Regions from separate parts of the Mus musculus genome. Here regions 2 and 3 are each linked to region 1. A link is a contact called in public HiChIP or PLAC-seq data. All regions are on one chromosome and are shown on one strand. The core of a region is the stretch at or near the end of the contact, and the rest is flanking DNA. Distances in the headings are between cores, read along the strand shown.

Evidence for each region. HiChIP or PLAC-seq counts read pairs in DNA pulled down with a chosen protein or histone mark.
Region 2: a contact with region 1 is called in an HNF4G HiChIP or PLAC-seq map of pancreatic cancer cells. The contact joins two enhancer-like sites. A contact is called at or near these places in 1 of 484 Hi-C or Micro-C datasets (the Ba/F3 cell line), 1 of 115 datasets of contacts at active chromatin or transcription factors (pancreatic cancer cells) and 2 of 9 other capture datasets (embryonic stem cells and pancreatic islet).
Region 3: a contact with region 1 is called in an HNF4G HiChIP or PLAC-seq map of pancreatic cancer cells. The contact joins two enhancer-like sites. A contact is called at or near these places in 1 of 484 Hi-C or Micro-C datasets (granulocyte-monocyte progenitors) and 2 of 115 datasets of contacts at active chromatin or transcription factors (microglia and pancreatic cancer cells).

Annotation. Positions count from the first base shown.
Region 1 is chr19:46,861,471-46,866,272 of GRCm38.p6, reverse strand. All of the region lies in intron 4 of Cnnm2 (cyclin M2), which reads right to left. Among named protein-coding and RNA genes, the nearest start is that of Nt5c2, 98 kb to the left of the region's middle. Within about 2 kb of position 2,557, at least 93 of the 459 cell types and tissues checked have an H3K27ac peak or open chromatin away from gene starts, as enhancers often do. A contact at or near this core is called in the Ba/F3 cell line and pancreatic cancer cells, where this site is marked.
Region 2 is chr19:46,452,833-46,457,634 of GRCm38.p6, reverse strand. It overlaps Sufu (SUFU negative regulator of hedgehog signaling), which reads right to left. Exons shown (of 12, transcript NM_001025391.2): 7 at 4,320-4,473; 8 at 2,789-2,900. Among named protein-coding and RNA genes, the nearest start is that of Trim8, 46 kb to the left of the region's middle. Within about 2 kb of position 2,529, at least 154 of the 459 cell types and tissues checked have an H3K27ac peak or open chromatin away from gene starts, as enhancers often do. A contact at or near this core is called in the Ba/F3 cell line and pancreatic cancer cells, where this site is marked.
Region 3 is chr19:46,522,654-46,527,455 of GRCm38.p6, reverse strand. No RefSeq gene overlaps it. Among named protein-coding and RNA genes, the nearest start is that of Trim8, 23 kb to the right of the region's middle. Within about 2 kb of position 2,670, at least 254 of the 459 cell types and tissues checked have an H3K27ac peak or open chromatin away from gene starts, as enhancers often do. A contact at or near this core is called in pancreatic cancer cells, where this site is marked.

The DNA.
Region 1 (4,802 bases), core at 1,308-3,807:
CAAAGAAACCAGGTGAGGGAGGATGCCCTGGCACAGGCACAGTTGGCAATGACAGCCACCACATGGATGTGACGGGAGCACAAGGACTCTGACAGGGAGCTGCTGGGCCAACAGGAGCACCTCTATGCAGAAGTGAGATAGGAGGAAGACTGGCATCAGGAGGAGCAGCCAGGAGAAGGCCTCCTAGGACCTGAGGCGCCCTTTAAAGTTGGCATCTAGAGAATAGTGTGCCTGGCACATGGGAGGGAGGGCTCTTTGAGGGGTGAGCCCTTAAGAAGGGAAAGAGAGGCAAGTGGCAGCAGGAACAAAGATAGCATTTACAGAAGGAAAGGGTGGAAGTGCTCAGTAGTATAGGTGCCATGATATTCTCGTCCTGAAGAGCCTTGGCGTGCACAGCACCAATGCATACCACTTCTAGAGATGGCTGCTGCCCGCTTCTCTACCGAACTGTGCAGAGCCAGAGCGTCACAGTGACCTCTGTGTCACGATGACTTCTGTGTCCAGTGCGTCCTATTGCTTTTGCAGACCACACAGCCTGTGTGTTCCAGGTCTCTGCAAGTGGGTGTGAGCTCCTACTTTGTGATCAACCAGTCCAAGCAGTCAGAGCCAGACTGTGGAAAGAAGCCCGGGGCGGCCTCTCAGGAAGGAGGCAGGCCGATAACCTGACAGGACTCTCTACTGTGCTGGGAGCCTCACCCAGTAACCACAGAAACACAGACTCCTAAAGACTGCTCCCACCAACCATGCCCAGGCACTCTGGGTTTATCCCTATGAGGTAGGAGGGCAAGAAGCTCTTTAGGTAATTTCAGGAGGATGTGAGATTTGGAGTCTCATTTTCTGGCTGTTTGTGAACAAGGGTTACAGATCTGGAAACTGATTTTTGGTCTCAAAGACTCCCACAAAGGCACAGGGGCCTGGTCTGCTGACTAATGAAAGATGGCTAGAGAGATTCCATACCCACCCCCGAGATGACAGCCATCCCTTAAGTCCTTCAGGGCAGACACCAGGCAGGGTAGGAACAGCTACCCACTCCCCTCTCGGATGCCAAGGAGTCTCAACTATCAGTGCACTGCGGATGCTGGGCTGCAGCTCCCATGGTGGGTTCCCTGAACTGGCAGTAGATAAGAGCCACCAGGTTTTCATTTCATTATCTACTGTTGCCATCACTGCAGAGAAGACCACATATTTTTAACGGGCCCTCCGATGTAGAAAAAAATAGTCTCAAAACATGCCCTGGAACTGACCATGGAAAGCTCCACCCCTCTCTCCCTTCCCTCCCACCACTGACAGAGTTGAAACAGCAGCACTCAGGCTCAGTGGCCACTTTCAAAGTTAGAGCAGATTCAAAAGGAAGGCAGGAAGCAAGAGGGAGGCAGGACTCTGGAGGAGGCTGAGGGGGAGTGAACATGATTAAAACAGCACACACAGTGAAATCCTCCGCAGACAAGCACACACACAGAAGCTAACACATGAGAAATAAAATCCCAGCATGGGGCTGGGCAGTCCAGTCAGTTCACCAGTTTGGAGCACTTGTTGATCTTGCAGAGGACCCAAGTTTAGTTCCCAGCACCTACAAGGCAGCTTACAACCATCCATAACTCCAGTCCCAGGGTATCTGAGCCCCTCTTCTGGCCTTCAAGGGCACCAGGCACACACACAGTGCACAAAAAAACATGCAGGCAAAACACTCATACACAAAAATAAAAAGACAAATCTAAAAAAAAAAGTACTAAAACCTCAGATTAAAGGACCCTCCCCAGGGAGAGAGGAGAGAGAATTTTCGGAGGGGAAACTAGGAAAGGGGCTAACATTTGAAATGTAAATAAAGAAAATATCTAATGAAAAATAAAATAAATTAAAAAATGAAAAAAGGCCCCTCCCCCCCCCCCAGGCCCAGCACTGGCTAGTTCTCCATTTGCTCGAGTTTAAAGCTGCTGCGCCCCGCCCCTCCACAGAGGGAAGCTTTTCTGACAGGCAGGTTCTGGGGACAACAGGAACATCTGTTTATATAAGTGTCAGTAGTTTCAAATAACCTCACCGGGCTGAGCTTAGGGCCATCCCTACTGGGAAATGGCTTAGAATCAAGTGGCTGCCCCCACACAGCGTTTCCTTATAGGAAAGGCTCTACGTTACTGACTTCACTTTTGAAATATTCATAAGCTTACTCTATAAATTAAAAAAAAAAAACAGAACAGGACATGAGGGGCTTCAGCCTTTCTCAGAGGAGCTAGGGTGATTTGTAAATGGATAGGGTGAGAAGGAGGCCTATCTGGATATGCTGGCATGTCACTATTATCCCAACTCAGGAGGCAGAGATAGGAAAATCACAAGTTCAAAGCCAGGCTATATAGCAAGGTCCTGTCTAAAAATAATTCTTAATAACAGTCTTAAAGAGGCTCTGGAAGGACATGTAATTCTGGAGCAAGGATGGCTTCCTACGTAAGAAGTCAGTCACAGAATCTCCGCTTCCTCCGGATCCTAGTCAGATATGACGCTATCTGAGTCAGTATGGCCCAATAACCCATGCAGTAGATAACCTTGTGGTTACTGTGGCCGGTCCACTCTTGGGCTGGGTGCTTCCTGTGCTCGTTGCAGTCACAAAACCACCACTGGGGCTCGCTTTCAGAGAGGAGAGAGCCGGCTGCAGATGTGGCTCCATTGGTCGGGTGCTTGCCCGGCATATACAAAGCGTGGTCTGCATAAAGCTAGGTGCGTGCCTGTAAAGCCAGTGCATAGGAGGCAACGCTCAAGGCCAGCCTGGACTGTCTGCGATCTTGTGACAGATGAAAAGAGGGAAAGGAAAGGGAAAATGGGAAAGAAGCCAGGGAAGTGGGTGCCAAGAGGACAATGTGGGGTGTCTCCTGCCCATGCCACTCAGAGCTGCCCGTCTGCTCCTCGTGTGGCTGCGGCACTTACAAGCTATCTAGTCATGGCTTTGTATCTGGTGGCTGTACATGGGAGCCTAGGATTCTGCAAGCTCACCTCAGAAATGGATATTTTAAAAAATGGTGGGCAAAAATATTAATTCATACATATCCATCTGGTTGTTTACAACCATACTCGTGTACTAAGAGGCAAGACTCAAATCCCAGTGGCTAAGCTCGATTCTGCACCAACTGGGAGCATTCGACAAGATCATGGGCAATTCCCGTGCACGTCGAGGTTGGAGAAACCCTGAGCAGGAGAGCACAGAAAAGAGAGCGCATGGCAGTCCCAGAGACAGCTCAGACACGTCCACTGCAGGTCAAACAGTGGCAGCGTGCACCCAAAGAACAGTGAGAGTCGTTTAAACGCAGCCAAAGACCTGAGAGGTTACAAATAAACACTAATCTGAGAAGGGAGTGAAACCCACTTTAGAGCAAACATGTCTTTTAAATCTGTATCAGAAGCTTTGAGAAATATGATGGGACAGCTGAAGAGGAGGAGGAAGAAGAAAGGGGTATTTATTAATCTGTATGTGACAAGAGCAAGAGTAATGCCAGGGGAAGTTCCTGTCCACTAAACGCCTGGCAGAGGCGGGGCCCAGGCTTTCTGTTTACTGTGCTGGAGACTGCTCACAGTCTGCCCTGTGCTGGGGAGAGCAGTGGCTTATTTGGATATTTAGATATGTTACTTCCCGGAGGATGGATAAGACCTCCCCACACACAGACACACAGCCACTATAGAAATGACAGTGATCTGGTCCAGCTTGCCTTTTGGTAAGAAAAACTGTGTCTAGCAGTTACAGTTACGGTGCATATAAGTGAGAGAAGACACACCTAACCCTTGAGAGACTTGGAAGCCCCAGGGAGTGGGGGGTTGGGGGTGGACATCCTCTTGGAGATGGGGAGTGCAGAGTGGGAGAGAAGGAATGGGACGAGAAACTGTCAGAAGGCAGACCAGGAGGGGGATAATGAATACAAATTAAAAAACAAAAACAAAAACAGGCAGGCTCTCACACTATTCAGGTTGGCCTTGAATTCAATCTGCAGCTGAGGGTGACCTGGAACTTCTGACGTCACCTTGATTTCCTCAGGGTGCAGACTATGAGTGAACACCTCCCATACTCATTTAAGCCGTGCTCAGGATCAAACCCATGGCTTTAATCAGGAAGGCAAGCACTCTCCCAATGGGGTGTGCCCCCAGCTACCACCATGTCGTATTTCACTCCTGATTTCATTATCATCTACCTAGGTAGGCTTCTGAAACTTATCTTTTTTTCTATTTACTACGCGGTGCACTGGGACACAGTTAAGTCACCCAGTCTATATTCTAAAGGCAGGAGGGGGATCAGGAGTTCAACAAGGTTGTCCTTACTTGCATAGCCAAGTATGAGGTCAGCCTGACAATACAAGATACGCTGCCTGCCTCAGAAAAGCAAAACTGACCCTCCCCAAAGAGCATTCTGTGTTTGACTATCTCTAACTCTTCATTTTATCATACTGGTTATGTAATTTAAAATTATCATCTAATTGTTCCTGGTATGCTGGTGGAAAAACACTCCCATCACACTGTGTGCCGTGGGGGCACAGCAGGTGAAGCACCTGCCACAACACCCGAGGACTATGGTTGGGTCCTGGAACCAACGTGCTAGAAGAGAACAGACGCCCAAGGCTGACCTCTGACCTCTCCATGCTCACCATGGCACATGAAGATGGATGTGCAGTTGTGCATGCAGCTGTGGGCTTGCTGGAGGACAACCTTAGGTGGTGGCGTTCTCTAAACTACGTCCCTCCTTATTTCTAGATGAGGTCTCTCACCGGCCTGGGGCTCACAGATTAGCCTTAGTTCTTTGGCCAAGGAGCCCAGGACCCTACCTGTGT
Region 2 (4,802 bases), core at 1,280-3,779, 410 kb after region 1:
CTATAAATGAGCCAGTTATGACACAGCTCATTATTTCTAGAATCATCGGGGCTAATGAGAGGTCTTTCTTACAGTGAAATAAGCCTGGCAATCTGCTAACATGGACCTAGCTTGTCCTCGGTGCCATGTGAGAGCTTGTCCCTATTCATGCTACAACCAGTTAGTTACCTGAGTTCCTCTGGTGAGATCATTATTATCTCAGAGGCACAGCCCGCATGGTCCTCACCTCACGGTCCCTGAGCACAGGGCAAGGAGGACCACACTTGTTGAGTGTGCCCTAAGCTACTTATCAGCTCCCTGGCCTCACCTTTTTCTTCTGTAAAAAGGAAAATACATAATAGCATCTACTTCTTACAGTGGCTTCGAGGATGAATTAAATTAATACTGGTATAAACTTTTGGCTGCTATGGATATATGAAATTAGCAAGTAGCCAATTCCCCAAGTAGGCCAGGACCCAGCGGCTGATGCTCAGCCAGATCAGCTGTTCTAAACCAATCCATCTCTGAGACCTTAGGTCAGATCCAGACCCACAAAGACCTATGCATCAGACTGCCTAGCCCAAAGTCCTGACGAAAGGAAAACTGGCCAGGCAGACCAAATAGGGCCCATGCTGTGACGGCAGCTTCCCAGGGGGAGAAGGGCAAACAGCGGTGCCAGCACATTTGGGACTGGCTTTCTCTGTCACCATCTTTATGGTGTGTCTGAAACGAGGTCAGGTCCCAGGGTGGGCAGCACAGATATTACAATGGTGCTTGCTAATCTCAACTGAGCTGACCGTTGTTGAGTTGGAGACAACAGAGAGCGAGACTCTGGGAGCTCTGAGAGCACGCTGGGGTGGTCCTAGCCGGGGAGTGAGGAGGAGAAACCACTGCTCAGCTGCTTGTTAAGTTGGCAAACAGGACCAAGAACCTCAGAGGGAGACATTGTCACCCCTCCGGATGTCAGATTTCAGCTCCTTGGGGACCTTGAGCTGCAGGGAGAGCAGATGACTCCAGACCTATTCTCACTCATGTCTTTATACCAGCCAATGCAGAGCAAAGAGTGGGGACAAAGGGGACAGTCTTCTGCCAAGTGCCCAGCCCACCACTTCCTTACTGCCCAGTTGTGGTGTCTACAGGAACTGAGAGTCCAGCCTGTGCCCCATGCAGTGTCTAGGGACACAATAGTCAGACACATAAACAAGACAGAGAATGAGATATCAGGCATGTCTCAGGTCAAAGAAGGCCAACAAGGGGCTCCCCGAAAGCTCTCTGTCAGAAGCCCTGGCCTTCTTTGAGAGGTGGGAGGGCCATTTGGAAGGTGACTGGCTCCACATTCCATGAGAACTACTGGAGGCTACAAGCCCATTACTGGCCTACCACCAGTGCCAAGGAAGTCGGTATAAGAATTCATACTTGGGGCCTAGGGAGGAGCACAGCTCTGGGTCAGGGTCCAGGCTGCAGGTGGAAAGCTTCCAGATGCCCCATGACACAGCTTGGCTATCTGCTACTGCCAGAGCAAAATCCAAGCAACTTAAGAAAGTCATTGGCTGCAGCTAAAGGCGCTGGGTAGCACTGGAGGCCTCCCCACGCTGTTAGAGAGCTCAGGTTTTCCTGCCTCTGGATGGCAGGTACACCAGGCAAACAACAGTGGCCGGAAGCAAGCCCAGAGTAACCCTGTGGGTACCCTAAGCAGCTCCCAGGGCGCATCCTCAATGCTGACCAGCCAGGCCTCTGCTCCCAAGTCCCTGTAGCAGCTTCCCACGCTAGCTGCAGGCCTCGCCACACAGTCCGGGTCCTCTCTCTCCACACATGCTGCCTATTCCACATACTGTGTTTGCCATCGTGCGCTGCATCACTGATCTTTCCAGGATCATGAATCAGCAACCGCAGCCTGATTCCAAACCCATGGTCATTTTTCAACAAACTGTATATGCAGTCAGATTGCACATACCATGACTGGTTTATTGTTTCCCCCAAAGGAAGGCCCTGTGCATCCCAAATGGCCCCAGGGCTTGAGGTTGCCACACAGACTTCGTAGAGGGTAGGTGGATCACCCTAGTCTTGTAGGATTAGTCCAACTCCTTTTCCACCCTAGCCCGAGCAATTTCCACCCAGGCAGGCGAGGTCCCAGCTCTGAGTGGCCAGCACCCTAGGCCATTATACTGTGCAAGAAGGGAGTTCCCAGCCCACCACTTCCCTTCTAACAAAGGAGGAGGTGGGAGGAGGACAGGTCTGACCTCCGGGGTTGGCTGGTTTCTCCTAAGGACTACAGGACCCTTAGACAGGCAGCAGAGGCCTGCAAAGGACTTGCCTTCCCCTCTCTGGGCCCCAGGAAAGGCAGGCAGGAAGAAGGGCCTCAGCAGCAGGCATGCAACTCAGGGCTAGCCAGACAAGGAGGTCCCTGGGGTTGTAGCTATCAGCCAGAGCCCAGGCTCCAGGAAGGAAGGAAGGGCAACTCTGACCCAGAGTGAGATAAGGAGGGGACTGGCTTAGCACAATGGGCTCCCACAAGGCTCACAGGCCCTCAGTCAGATTTCTGTCCCAACCTGGACTCTCTTCTGTTCACACAGCCCATGTAAATATTTACTGCTGTTTGTACTCATGGTCTGCAGAGTCCCCTTTGAGGTCCTTTGCTACAGTCCACAGATCCGTGTGCCCTGCCTGGATCAGGGCTGCCTTTAAACCTACAGACTCGGGGTCCATTCAACAAGAACCATGTACACTCTTCCCCTCATGCAATCCTCAGGGATGGCCCCTCGAGAAAAACACCGTCCTTTTGTCCTAGCCCCAGAACACAGACACTTACGGAGCCCTGTCGTGGGTGAGGCCGTTCTGTCGCTGAGAATTGATTGGTGGAAGGACAGGTTTGCTGTTAATCTCCAGTCCCCGCCTCAGGGTCTCCCGGATCTGCTCTGTGTCTGCAATGAAATCACAAAGTTGCCGGAAGGCCCTCTGGGCTCCCAGCCTGAGAGAGCCTAGAACAGTGGTGGCAGCACTGGTGAGAGGCAGGGCATGGTCACACGTCAGCAGGCCCAGCACTCACTCAGCAGTGGCGGCTGAAATACGAGTTCAACAAGCTTGAGATCAGCTTGGGTGGGCTACACACAATAAAGGAAGAAAGGAGAAAAGGAGAGATGGATGGGCCGGCAGTACTAGTGGAGAAGGCACGACCAGCAACTTTGCGGTGTGACTTGGTACTGTACAGTGAATCATTTTACAATAATTAAAAAACAAACAATGCTGGGCATGGTGGTACATGTGTGTAATCCCAGCACATGAGCGTGTGAGGCAGGAAATGAGAAGCCAGCTTACGCTGCAGAGAGCAAGAGAGCCTGTCTGCGAGGTAAACAAGAAGTAAAAGAGCAGCGATGACTGCAGCTATAGACATGACTGCCAGCCTCTCTACGGCATTCCTCTGTCAGAAGCAACTGGACGTGAGCCCCTGACACAGGAAAAGAAAAGGGCTCAGATGTTTGCACTAGAAGTTGAAGTTGCGGAGGAGGAGGAGGAGGCAGCTCAGGAATTCAAGGTCATCCTTAGCTTCACAGAAAGTTAGAGGTCAGCCTAGGCTACATGAGACCCTGTCTCCAAAGTAAACCAAGTCAGGTATTTTATTCAAGGCCAAAGGCATTTTATTCTTTGATAAATGAAAAAGAAGAACTGAGAAAGGAAGGAGACAGAAAGCCTTAAACATACATGTATATAAATGGCCACTTTTCCTTTGGCATTAGCCAGGGACAGCCTTAGCAAAACAAAACTAAACAAAACAAAAAAAACCCCACAAGTCCTTCTGGAGCCAAGAGCAGCATGGGAGCATCCAACAGGACGCCACATCCTCCTCCTCCTCCGAGAGCTTACCCAGAAGGCAGAGGCAGAGGGAGCTAACTTGCCACAGACTCTGGGACTGCAGAGGAGGCCAGTGTCGGGCTTCACACTCGCTCCCTCTCATTAAAAGCCCAGGAAGGTTCAAGGAGAGAGGTTCTCAGGCTTGGCATGGCCTTCAGGCCAGAGCTGGGGTCTGTGTCAGTTCTGTGGTGGTGAACATACGCTGTAGTGTCTTTGGGTGGACTGTGTACATTTTCTGTTAACTATTCCATGGTTCATACTCACATACATGAGGTCAGATTCCAAGGGGCAGAGTGTACACACAGAGTATACTAGTGTGTTTGAAATGCACACAGGAAATAGCTACAAACAGGCCAATAATGCTCATATATAGTTCACCCACATTGGAAAAATTCATTTGTCAGAAAATAATCAGAGTGGGCTGCTATTTAGTTAGAGACTTGTCCTGGGGAACCTGGAAGGAAGGGAGCAAGGCAAGGGAAGGTCTCAACCTTTGCCAGACAGCCTCCGAGGCTGTGTGCCGAGGCAGATGCTCCGGCTATCCTCTTCATCCTCCGGAGGCCGGCTGAGGTCATCCCAGGCACACTTGGCACTGACGCCGCTCAGGTTAGAACCGTCTGTCTCAATGCCTTTGTCAACTCTCTCCTGCTTGAAAAGAACCAAAGAGTCAGAGTGCCTTCAGTGAACTCATGTGCCCCAAGGTTACTGACCCTGGCCCAGCCACTCCACTTCCAGTATTAGCCCTTGTAGGTGCTGAGCATGGACAGCTGCTATGAGATCAGGGTCTCATTGACCTTGTTCTGTTACAAGCATAACGGCCCCTGCCAGCCCCTGGACTCCTCTGGGAACAGGGTTAGGGGAGGCAGCAGGAATGAGCCTTGGACACTTCCTTCCCACCAACATCCAGCACAAAGGCCTTTGTGCATCTTTCAGCCCCGACAGCTGTGGCCCTCAGAGCTGATGGAGGAGACAAG
Region 3 (4,802 bases), core at 1,421-3,920, 340 kb after region 1:
CTCACCCCTTCATCTACTCCTAGGGTCCCTCCTTACCCACAACAGAGGGTGAGCAACCGGCAGGAGAGGGAAGCCAGAGGCGAGGCGAGAGGAGAGAAAAGGCACAAGGTGTCCGATGTGTCACCGGACATTCAGTTCATCTTGAATTTCAAATAAAGACTAGTTTTTACTTCAGCTGTACTCCATACAATATTTGGGACTTTGTTATAATACTCAGGAAAACATTATTTATCTGAAATTAAAATTGAACTTCCATTCTGTTTTGGTTTTTTCTTTTGATAAACCTGATGTTCCTACCAAGGACTAAAAGAGGACTTGTGAAGAGCAGTGGGCTTGCATCCTCAGCCAGGCAGAGTGGCACAGGCCAGTAATCCCAGCACTCAGGGGCCATGTGCCCGTAATCCCAGCGCCCAGGGACTAACAGGCTCAAGACTAGCCTAGGTAACATAGTAAATTATTTCAAAACCAACACAAAATGTCCAGCTATGGTAGCACACGACTTCAATCCCAATATCTGAGAGGCAGAAGTAGGAAGATCTCTCTCTTGTGGGTGGGCTCAGGAGCAGCCTGGGTTATGTAGACAACAGGGAGAGGAGCTCAGAGTCCATGCCTGGAAACCTGAGTTCAGTCCCCAGAGCCCACACAAAGTTAGATGGAAAGAACCAACTCAGCGAGTAGTAGACACTTCTTCATGCCTCAGTCTCTTGTGTGTAAAATAGAGAACTAGGAGGATTCGAGAGTAGTTATGCTCGGTGTGTAATGTATGTGAAATCTCTGCAGCTATAACAAAAATAATCTGGCACTTTCCCAGACTCCCAAGGCGTCTGCCTCCACCTCCATTCCTAACCCTGTGTGGCTCTGTGACTCTCAAAGCAACATACAAGCAGTCTGCCTGCCTGCCGCCAGCCTTCCCGGAGGGGCTGGCAGACCCCCCTCTCTCTCTGAGGATCCCAGGGCCACCCCAACCACACCTCCTGCAATTAGATTTGTAAGTGGGAACAGGCTCTCATCAGAGACTCCTGATTGGCTCCAGGCAAAAACACAGTTTAGTGCTCAGTCAAGCTGCATTTTTAGGGCCCTCTGTGCCCCCCTCACCCCCCCCCCAATTGCAATCTGTTCTGTAATTTCTTTTTCCAACACTGCAGAATGCAGAGATGCTGCAGCCACCACCAGCAGGGCAGGGAGGAGGGAAAGGGCTTCTGTTCCCTGCAGAGCATCTGCTGGTCCAGCGCTTGGTGGATAGAGGTGTGTGTGTGTGTGTGTGTGTGTGTGTGTGCGTGCCTGCGTGCGTGCGTGCACACTCTGAGAACCAGTCACAGGCATGGACCTGTGGAAATACAGTCTGTAACCAGCAACCAGACCTCCACACATCAGGGGCAGCTGAGAAAAAAACAGTTAAGTCAGTATCCTTTTGCCCCAGAAACAACTTATTTATTAATCTTACTTAACCTTGGCAAGGACACTATTAACTGGAGATACTGAGTTACTTGTCCAAGATCTCACAAGAAGGAGACAGAGGAGTCAAGGCCGGCTCACTGGGCATGGTGGTGCATACCTTTAATCCCAGCATTCCAGAGGCAGAGAGAGGCTGGCAGATCTCCAATTTCAAGGCTAGCCTAGTCTACAAAGAGAGTTCTGAAACACTTACACAGCTACACACACAAAAAATATCACCACCACCATCATCATCGTAATATCGATAAAAGACAGGCTCACATTATGTTATTCTGGCTGGCCCAAACCCACTATGTAGACCAGAGTGGCCTCAGACTTACAGAGATCCTCCTGCCTCTACGCTGGCACTAACCCAGTTCCTTTTTGACTTCCAAAGCTGTGATCTTAGAAGCCCAGAAAGAAGGCTGGAGGGCTGGCTTGGTGTGTAAGAGCACTGGCTGTTCTTGCAAAGCACCCAGGTGCACACAGTGCACCGACATAGATACAGGCAAAACACCAATATGTGAAAAATAAAACAACAGCAATCTTTTAAAAAATTAAAAAATAAAAAAAGTTGTTTTGAAAGAAAGAACACAGGAATCCCCTTCACAAAGAACTACAGAGCAATTTCCTTCCTTAGTGTGAAGTGCGGTGTTCCAGGGACAAAAAGCCCTTGCTAAAGAAATTAAATATTAATGACAGAATTTTAGAGAGCAAATGGGGTGCAGGAGTGGGCAGAAGTCTTGGCTGGGGTACCTGAAGCTGGGGGGCTGGGGACCAAACAAACTGTTGCCTCTTCTAGTGATTGGCTGAGTGGATTCTGCTAAGTAGTCACCACAGCCACGTGCTTCCAACAAGGAGCGTGGAGCACCCAGGAAACGTGCTCCCAACAAGGAGTGAGTGTGGAGCACCCAGGAGCCGGAGCCCGCATGCAGCTTGGGCTCCTGCTGGCTCCTCGTTTGGAAGCCCTGGCTCTCCATCAGGACCATCAGTGGCTAGGAGCACCTGGAGGACAGGCCTCCAAGGCACAGTAAGGTGGGCCAGGGATGACCTCACTCGGCCTTTGGACCTTCCCCTAGCTGCTGCTCCCAAGGCCACCAGCACAGGGCGCCAAACAGGAACCAGCCCCACCCTTAAAAACAAAAGAAAGCAGCTGGGCTCAGCTGGGAGCGGGTTCTGGGCTAAGTCTGTTGCTTCCAGTCTGAACCAGAGATTGGCCAAGTTTGATCTAGGTCATTGGAGCAGCAGTCCTGACCGTCCACTCTGACTTCCCGAAGGGAGGGGAGGAAAAAGAGCGGCTTGCAGGACAGACACGCCCCCTCCACACACCCACAGCTTCTGCCTGCTGAGCAGTCTTGAAAACTAGAGCCCAAAGAGGCCTGTCATCTGTCTCCATTTTCCTCCTTCGGACCCACATTGGACAGACTTCACACACTGGCTAGCATATCCTGGCCTTTTCTTTCAGTCAGGTATCCATGTGTAGGGCACAAACTTCACATTCATCCTTAGGAATGGCTTATCTGTGTCACTAGCTCCTCCCCGCCTGCTTTCCCCATCCCATCTCCGTACACTCTTCAGAGCCCACCAGCCTCCCTCCCTGTCTTACTTGCACCAAAAGGTCAGAATCAGGGAAGAACAACAGTCCCCACATCAGCCCCCATACACAGAACGTGGCTGATCTGGGGCTTTCCAGTCCGATGGGCTGGGACTTCCCTTAAGCTCCCAGATGACAGAGCTAAAGCAGTTTCCCTGCCACAGATGGCTTTTTGGAAAAGAGGGGATCATCTTTGGTTGCCACCAGTAGCCCATCCTGAAGCCAGAAGACTGACTTAATCCAGCCCGACTCTTCCCCTCAATACACCGAGCCCCCGAGATAGATTTCATCCTGACTCGCTCTCGGCCTCTCTCCACCCTAAGACCTGCAAGAACTAGCAGGGCAGTGAGTTGGGCAGAGAGAGAGTGGGAGGGAGCAGGATTCATTCCGCGGCTGGGATATGCTGATCCAGGCAGGAGGCGGGGCCTGCACAGCTGCAGGCAGCCCCCCTGCCCTGAGCCCGTGAATGGGCATGCACCCTCCCGCCTGCCTGAACTGCTCCTGAAACAGTTGGTCCTAATGAACACTGCGCAGGCAGGGCAGCTGTGGGCATTATCCATATGCATGGGAGGTGTATATTTATCCTCACATCCCACTCCACTCTGCAGCTGCCGCCATCTCCTGTGCCAGGAGAGTGAGCGGGTACCAGGGCCCAGGCTGCTCTTCCCACCCCCACCCCACGTCCTAGCCTTCCCTGGCTAACCCACACCACAGCCTCCACTTGACCCATTTAGAGGCAGAAGTGCGTGTGTGTGTGTGTGTGTGTGTGTGTGTGCGCGCGCGTTTGTACGCACTCAAATGTGTGAGTGTATTTGAGAGCGAGTGTAAGACAGTGCGCACACATCCAGTTGGCGCTTTTGATTTCCTCTGAAGCCTCTTGATTGCAGGCACACAATGGCATCTTGCTGCCTGCCCTGCTCCCTCAGCAGCCTGGGGTTCTGTGCTGCCTCCTCCCTAGAGCTGAGATTTTTCTGCTGACTCTGGGCACAGGGTTGACAAACCAGGAAGAGAAGCCTGAACTAGGCTCCCACCCTTGACCCTGGTCCTTTCTAAGCCCCCATATCCACAGTGGCTTGTATTCCTTATCTCTCCCCACATTCTCTCCTGCTTCTGGCCCCTCCTCCCTGTGGAGGTCAGAGCTATTGTGCAAAAAGGCAGTCCCCTGCCTGAAACCTGCTTTCCAGGTTTCTAGGGCTCTCAAGCTCAAAACAAATCCTCCTCCTCCCCCTCCTCCTCCTCTTCCTTCACCCCCCTTCTTCCTTTTCTCTTCCTCTTCCTTTTCCCTTCCTCTTCCTCTTCCTCCTTCTCTTTTCAAACAGAGTCTCTATATAGCCACTGGATCACCACATGGACCCTACATTCTATTTATTATATGTAACTACACTGTAGCTGTCTTCAGACACTCCAGAAGAGTCAGATCTCCTTACGGATGGTTGTGAGCCACCATGTGGTTGCTGGGATTTGAACTCCTGACCTTCAGAAGAGCAGTCGGGTGCTCTTACCCACTGAGCCATCTCACCAGCCCGGACCCTACATTCTAAATGAGCTCTCCTCCTTGCCCTCCGCTAGAACTCCCACACCTGCTCCAAGAGTGAACGTCTCTCTCCTTTGTGCCTCTCTGTTTTATCTCTCCTTTGGGACATGATTAAGCGCCGCCTGCGTAGAAGCTGAGGGCTACCACTGCTTAGGTTAGGAACTTGGTTCTCCTGCCCTTATTCATTGAGCAAGTATCTCCGGAGCAGAAGCAAAACTCTTACAGTGGCCTCAAGTTCCC